2 separate regions of the Arachis hypogaea genome follow, and region 2 is linked to region 1. The links are chromatin contacts, called in public Hi-C maps. All regions are on one chromosome and are shown on one strand. Each heading gives the region's core, a stretch centred on a gene start, on an enhancer-like site or on the middle of the called end of the contact. The rest is flanking DNA. Distances are from core to core; before and after follow the strand shown.

Region 1 (3,625 bases), core at 543-3,042:
TTAATTATGATCGCCTTTTCTTTTGGTTTTTAAGTTAAGACACAGAGATATCACAATTTTAGCTCTTGATCTCGTTAAGGGGTTGAACTTAATGGGCCTTATAGGATCTCAATCCCCAAATTTTGTTCGAGTATATAATTGGTTTTTGTGTCTGGCCTTCCTTTTTGTTGTATTTTGGTATATAGAATTTAGGTTTAAAATTTTTGTTCAAGCATAGATGCCACAAAATTAGCAATTGACAAAGATCGAACCTGTGAGTCCCACTGTGCAAGCTTAAACTATAATTATTATTTCCGTACTCGACCCTAGCCAAGATATAATAGCATATAATTGTAAGAATAGAATCAGTTATCAAATCGAGCTCTATTGAGTAGTCCAGTCCACTTTCACTCTATACACAATAGAAATTACTTCTCAAGAATTTTCTAGAGAAAATTTTCTCTCCGTATAGCCACCGTTCTTCATCGCTCGTCTTACATTGAACTCAAGCCATGAGGGGCGGATACGCCCGAGGAGGTCATTCACGGTCTCACACACCAGACTTTCCGACCAGAAGAAAACAGGACCAATCTATTAGGATTGGCAAGAAAGTGAGAACTGAAGAGGAAGGATGAGCTTTCACTGGAACTGAAAACCCATCTCTAATCCCAAAGGAGGAGAAATGGATGAAGGAAAGTGTAGATGTGGAAGAGGAGCATACTGCTCTTAAGAGATCCTTTAGTGACACCGTTCGAAAGGGAAGAACGCCAGTTATAATGGAGGAAGGAGCTGCTGAAAAAGAAAAAGAGGAATGTGCCAAGCACATGGATGAGGTTCTGGGAGATGCCATCAAAGAAGTAGAGGGAGAACAAAAGAAGGGTGAAGGGAGTAAGAAAAAGGGTAGACCAGAAATACGTGTGGAGAAAGTTGGAGGTATCTTCAATTTCTCAATCAATGAAGCAGCTATGGATAAGCTGAGAAGTCCATGGTGGGATACCTTAATTGTAAAACTTCTTGGCAGACGCATCTCCTTGATGGCTTTAACTAGGAGACTAGAAGCTATGTGGGGTAAAATGGGAAGCATTGAGGTGATTGACTTAGGAAACGAGTTCTTTATTGTGAAGTTTTATTCACAAGAGGATCTGGATTTTGCTCTCACTGAAGGACCATGGAAAATAATGGATCACTACCTATCTATTCGGTTCTGGAGACCAGATTTCAATCCCCTGGAGGCATCCATTGATCAGATTGCAGCATGGGTGAGACTCCCAGGACTAGCCATTGAATACTATGATGAAGAGATGCTGAAAAGAATAGGCAATGTCATAGGAAGGACTCAGAGTTGATTAAGCAGAGGTAAATTTGCTAGATTATGTGTGGAATTGAATTTAACAGAACCTCTTGTAGCTCAATATTCAATCAATGGAGTTAAATATAAGGTAGAGTACGAGGGATTACACAATATTTGCTTTGATTGTGGTATGGTGGGGCATGAAAAAAGTAACTGCCCAAAGAAGAGTGAAGAGGAAACCAGCATTGCGGTGGTGGTAGAAGGGTCCAGCGGTGTTGAGGGACAGACAGTTAGCAGAACAGATACAGGAGAAGAAAGAGAGGGTAATTCTGGAAAAGAAAATTTTGAAAGGGGAAAAAAAGTCTTGAATGAGGAGAATGAAGAGTATGGACCTTGGATGGTTGTCCAAAGGCCACGTGGCAAAAAGGGAGCAAAAAAGGATAGTACAAGTAGTGGAGGTATGGAGAATGGCCCAAAGGAAAATGCTGCTACAACAGGTACGAAATTTGCTATTTTACAAGAAAAGGATGCTGACACAACAATTGAGGATCCCAACAGTAATCAGAACATTCCAAACAATCATGAACCTAATACAGATGCTCTTAATGGAGCCCCGAAAAATAAACCTTCCCAATCCGTTAAATCAAATCGGAATCAGTCTACCAAGACCCAAGAAAATAACCCAATTAGAAATCAACATGCCACCACAACAAGCCAAAACAAAGAAAAGGTCGTTAAGCCTGGATCAACCATTGGCCCCAATAGAATCCCATCTAACCATAACAAGCAATTTACTACCCAAACCCAACTAGAAAATCAGCTTCAAGACACCGTCTCTAATCACCCACAAAATTGGACAACTACTATGCACCATTCTCAAGAAGAGTCCCAACAGGGAACGTATATTCAAACAACCCCCCTAGAAGACTTTGAAATGCATGAACCAACTGAACCAGAACCACCGGACATTAATTCTATTAGTGAGGAAGTCATGATTGAAGCTGTAAGGATACACGAAGAGAGCATTCTCAACCAACAACATAATGAAACATTCACACATGAGGAGGAAAACCTAGACATGGAAGAAGAAACCTTTGATATAAAGGCTGGCCAAGGCAACAGAGACACCCTGATGGGAGAGAACGATCAAACCTCACAGTGAGGTCTTCTTATCATCTTTTTTCTTATGATTATCCTTTCGTGGAATTGTAGGGGGGCGGCAAGTAGAGGCTTTTGTCGCACCCTGAAGGAAATTGTTAAACAGAATAAGCCAGATGTTGTGATCCTTATGGAGACCAGATGTAGTGGAGAAACTGCCCAAAGGGTTATCAGAAATTTTGGGCTGCCTTTTTGTCACGTAGAAGAAGCTAATGGATTTAGTGGAGGAATATGGGTGCTTTGGCGAGACCCTGATCTTAGAATTACTATTTTGAAATCTAGAACACAGTATGTACATATGGAAGTCAAGTTTAATAATAAAAGAAGTTGGATTTTAACAGCCATTTATGCTAGTCCCCAAGAAAATGTGCGAAGATGTCTTTGGGAAGAGCTTTATACTATAGCTCAAGATATGAGGGAGGCATGGCTCATGGTGGGAGATTTTAATGAAATTGCTAATGCTTTAGAAAAGAAAGGAGGAGCTAGGGTGGATCTGAATGCTTGCAGGAAATTTGATTCTTGGATACATAGATGTGGACTAATTGATCTTGGATTTGCGGGATCTAAATACACGTGGCGTGGACCACAATGGGAGGGGCTAGAAAGGGTTTTCAAATAGACAGAGCCTTGGCTAATGCAGATTGGAGAGTTAGATTTGCTGAGGCAAAGGTTGAAGTTCTCCCTAGATCTAATTCAGACCACCACCCAATCAAGGTAACTCTCGAACCCCAACATCCTTTAAGTAGAGAAAGACCTTTTCGTTTTGAAGCGATGTGGCTATTACATCCAGATTTCAAGAACTGTGTTAATCAGAATTGGAGAAAGCACCAGCCACTATACCAATCCCTTTCTGAATTAAAGAAGGGTATGATAACCTGGAACAAAGAAATATTTGGCAAAGTCCAAGAGAAAAAGAAAGAAATTATGAGGAGGCTAGGGGGAATTCAAAAATCCCATGACTATGGGAAAAACCGTTTCCTTGATGAGTTGGAAAGGAGTTTGAAAAGAGAGTTGGATGAAGTTCTTGATAAAGAAGAGGTACTCTGGATGCAAAAATCAAGAGACACTTGGATTGTAGACGGTGATCGAAACACGAGGTATTTTCACACTAAGACTATCATAAGGCGGAGAAAAAACAAGATCCTAAAACTGAGGGATCCCAATGGAGAATGGAGAGAGAATGAGGAAGAATTGGTC
Region 2 (3,625 bases), core at 421-2,920, 53 kb after region 1:
TAATTAATAACCTTTTGGAATTAAAATAATAATTAATTTGCAGCAAAAATAAAAAGAGATAAAAAATTTGAAAATAAGGAAATAATTAATGAATTTAATTTTAATGCGTGTAAAGTAGTTTTACATGTGCATCCGATTACCTAACACCACAAAAATAATTATTTTTTACATTAATTACTGCATAAATAATCATTGGTAGCATTTGGTAGCGAGATAGAGACTACGGGTGTTCGCGGTGTGGTTTGGTTCGATTTTAAGGAAAAAAGTCATCCGATCCGATCGCTTAATTTATGTGCGGTGCAGTTTATATTGGATAATTTTTTTTTTGGAAATCCGATCCGATCCAATTACAAGCCGCTTGGATCGGTTTGAATTTCCGGTTTTTTAAATAAAAAAATTAAATACATATAATAAGTCTCAACATCAAATTTTAAATAATTAACAATGGCATAACAAGTCTTAACAATATCTTAGAAAGCCAACGATAATATAATAATGGAAATAAAATTATAGATTAGTTAAAATAAATAAATAAATAACATTTTGAATATAAAATATTTATTAAATAATAATAATACATGAATAATAGAAAAATGTATAACAAATTGAACATGTTATAAATATAATTGTAAATATAATAATAAAATAATAATATTATAGCACATTGTGCAATTTGGATTGTATTGGATTGGTTATGAAAAGTAGATCCGACGATCCAATCTAACAATTTGCAAAAAATAGAATCAAATCAAATCCGAATTAGTGCGGTTTTAATCGGTTTTCGGTTTGGATCGGATTGGATGAGCGGTTTAATTTGAATCGGTTTGTATTTGAACACCCCTAACAAAGACGGAAAGACGGAGACTGAGAGACAGAAATTGAAAATAAATCTCAGTATTCTATTTGGTGTGAAGTGAGAGACAGAAATTGAAACAAAAATGAAATTCTAATTTAATTTGTATAAAGGGTAAAATTAGAATTAATTAATTGAAATAAAGGTGTTTTAAGTATAAAAAGTTATTAAAATTTCAGTCGTCTCTAAAAATTGTAGTCTCCTGTATTCCCACTTTTTGGAGGTACTGAAATATTAAAATTTTGAATACAAGATAAAAATTTTAGTACCAGTCTCTGAACCAACAAACATAATACTGAGTCTCACTCTTTCAATCTCTGTCTCAATACCTCAAAACAAACACTACAATAGATGTACAGAAAATCTTCACTATAATGAACTTCTCCTAAAACATAAAAATAATTACTAATTAGTAATTACACGTCTTTTACCGTGAATACCTCAAAATTAAACTCCTAATTAATAAGCTTTTGTTACTATGGGTCCCAAAATTACTAATAATAGTATCATGAAATGAAGGGTTTGACTAATAATATTTTCATTTGTATACAATTATGAAAATAATCATTAAATATTTAAGCAATTTAATGCAAAGATCAGACCCCTTTATATACAAAAAAAAAAAAAAAAAAAGAGTAAGGAAGTTACCAAATATGCGTTGGCAGTTTCTTCTTTCCCAAGCACTGTAAAAGGGAACAAGGTAGAAGACAATACTCCTGAAATCACTGCACCACGGCCATCACCAAAACAAAACCAAGAAACTCCAAAAAAACCGAATACCGCCCCTTGTAATGCCATTTCCATCTCTCATCCCACTGTCTTTTTCATACCACTTTCCCAAGTAACACTACAACTACGTACAGACATACACCCTTATATATAAATTCCCCTCTCATCATTTTCCACAACACAACACAAAACAAATTCACCAAATCAAATCTCCAAATCCCTTCAGAATCATTCTTCTGTTAGAGACAAGTATTCCATTCGAATCGATATAGTTCAGTGGTAAAGCATTTGATATTGAGACGGTTTGTTATTTACCAAGGAATGGACGCAATGTTAGGATCCTTAGATGCATGCAAGCCAGCGTGCAACGACGTAGGATCCTTACCAAACGGCACCGTTTCAACAATCCAAGGCACACACTCTTCATCTCTCGTCACACCCTGCGACGCCAACCTAGGCCGCCACCTGGCACGGAGGCTGGTCGAGATTGGCGTCACGGACGTTTTCTCCGTCCCCGGCGACTTCAACCTGACGCTCCTCGACCACCTGATCGCCGAGCCCAACCTCAACGTGATCGGGTGCTGTAACGAGCTCAACGCCGGGTACGCAGCGGACGGGTACGCGCGGAGCCGGGGCGTGGGCGCGTGTGTGGTGACGTTTACCGTTGGAGGATTGAGCGTGCTGAACGCGATCGCCGGAGCGTACAGCGAGAACTTGCCGGTGATATGTATCGTCGGGGGACCGAACACGAATGACTATGGGACCAACCGGATCTTGCATCACACCATTGGCTTGCCGGATTTCACCCAGGAGCTTCGCTGCTTCCAAACTGTTACTTGCTACCAGGTAAATCATTATTAATTAATTTAATAAATAATAGTAAGTACTGCAATTTTTTTTAATTAACTTCAAGGTTTTAGTTATCAACCATATTAAAAATACAACGAATTAAAGGTTCATTATAGGTATAAAATATCAAAAATGCTATTTGTATCTCAAACCAGCTATAAAAATCAGCTATATTCATTTTTAATATTTATTTTGTATTTTAGCGTACTAATATATTTTATATTAGTACGGTTGATATATAACATGTATGGATTATTTTTGTGTTTACTTACTGTCTTTGGTTAACTATATCATATAGTGATTTTTATTATCTAAATATTACCGCCATTCGAAAATGAAATGTTTCTATTATTTGTATCTTGAATACGTATTTGGAGACTGTGTGTGTCCGGATACAGTTGTTTAGATTCGTTATTTTTATTTTAATGGATTATAAAGAAATTAAAGCATTTGTTTAAAAAAAAGTTATAAAGTAAAATTTGACGTATTATGATTTGTGTGACATTATATGATTGCATCACTATGATTTTTTCTTCTTTGTTTATTATTATTTTTTAAGAAAAATGAAAACATGCCTCAATTTGAGTCATGATACTTTATTCTATGTTGATCACTCGTCCTTGTTTGAAGTCAAACGTTCTGGATGTCTAGTAGTGCTTTATTTTACTGAAAGACATTATATTATTGGCAATGCTTGATTATATATAGCATAATCTTTCCAGCATAGGTAGACTATTTTGTGATTTTTGTTTGGTTACAAATATGAAATTAAAGGGGTATTTGGGTTTGCATATATTATTATTATTATTCTTTGATGCTGAAATGTGAGCTTAATGTGTAATTACTAGTTTTTCTTATTGATTTTGATAATAGGCTGTGGTTAATAACCTGGAAGATGCTCATGAGATGCTTGACACTGCAATCTCAACCGCACTGAAAGAAAGCAAACCTGTTTATATCAGCATCAGCTGTAACTTGGCTGCAATTCCTCACCCCACTTTCAGTAGGGAGCCAGTTCCATTTTCATTGTCTCCAAAGTATGATTCTCATCTTCTTTACTTAATTTTATTTTATTTTTCTTTACCACTGAATTGCATCTTCTTTATGTTTAAGAAGATTGTAATGATCACTAATATATTTTCTTTTGATGAATTTCACAGATTGAGTAATCAAATGGGGTTGGAGGCAGCAGTA

Evidence for each region. A called contact is a pair of places that touch in the nucleus more often than the background predicts.
Region 2: a Hi-C map of an unstated tissue shows a contact between it and region 1, with 2.4 times the contacts expected there. The contact joins the promoter of LOC112728030 here to the enhancer-like site in region 1. A contact is called at or near these places in 3 of 8 Hi-C or Micro-C datasets (leaf and an unstated tissue).

Annotation. Positions count from the first base shown.
Region 1 is chr12:105,005,184-105,008,808 of arahy.Tifrunner.gnm2.J5K5, forward strand. No RefSeq gene overlaps it. Among protein-coding and RNA genes, the nearest start is that of LOC112728027, 12 kb to the left of the region's middle. Within about 2 kb of position 1,793, at least 3 of the 3 cell types and tissues checked have open chromatin away from gene starts, as enhancers often do.
Region 2 is chr12:105,058,722-105,062,346 of arahy.Tifrunner.gnm2.J5K5, forward strand. LOC112728030 (pyruvate decarboxylase 2) reads left to right here and starts at 1,671. Exons shown (of 6, transcript XM_025778007.3): 1 at 1,671-2,428; 2 at 3,305-3,468; 3 at 3,592-3,625. The coding sequence starts at 1,904.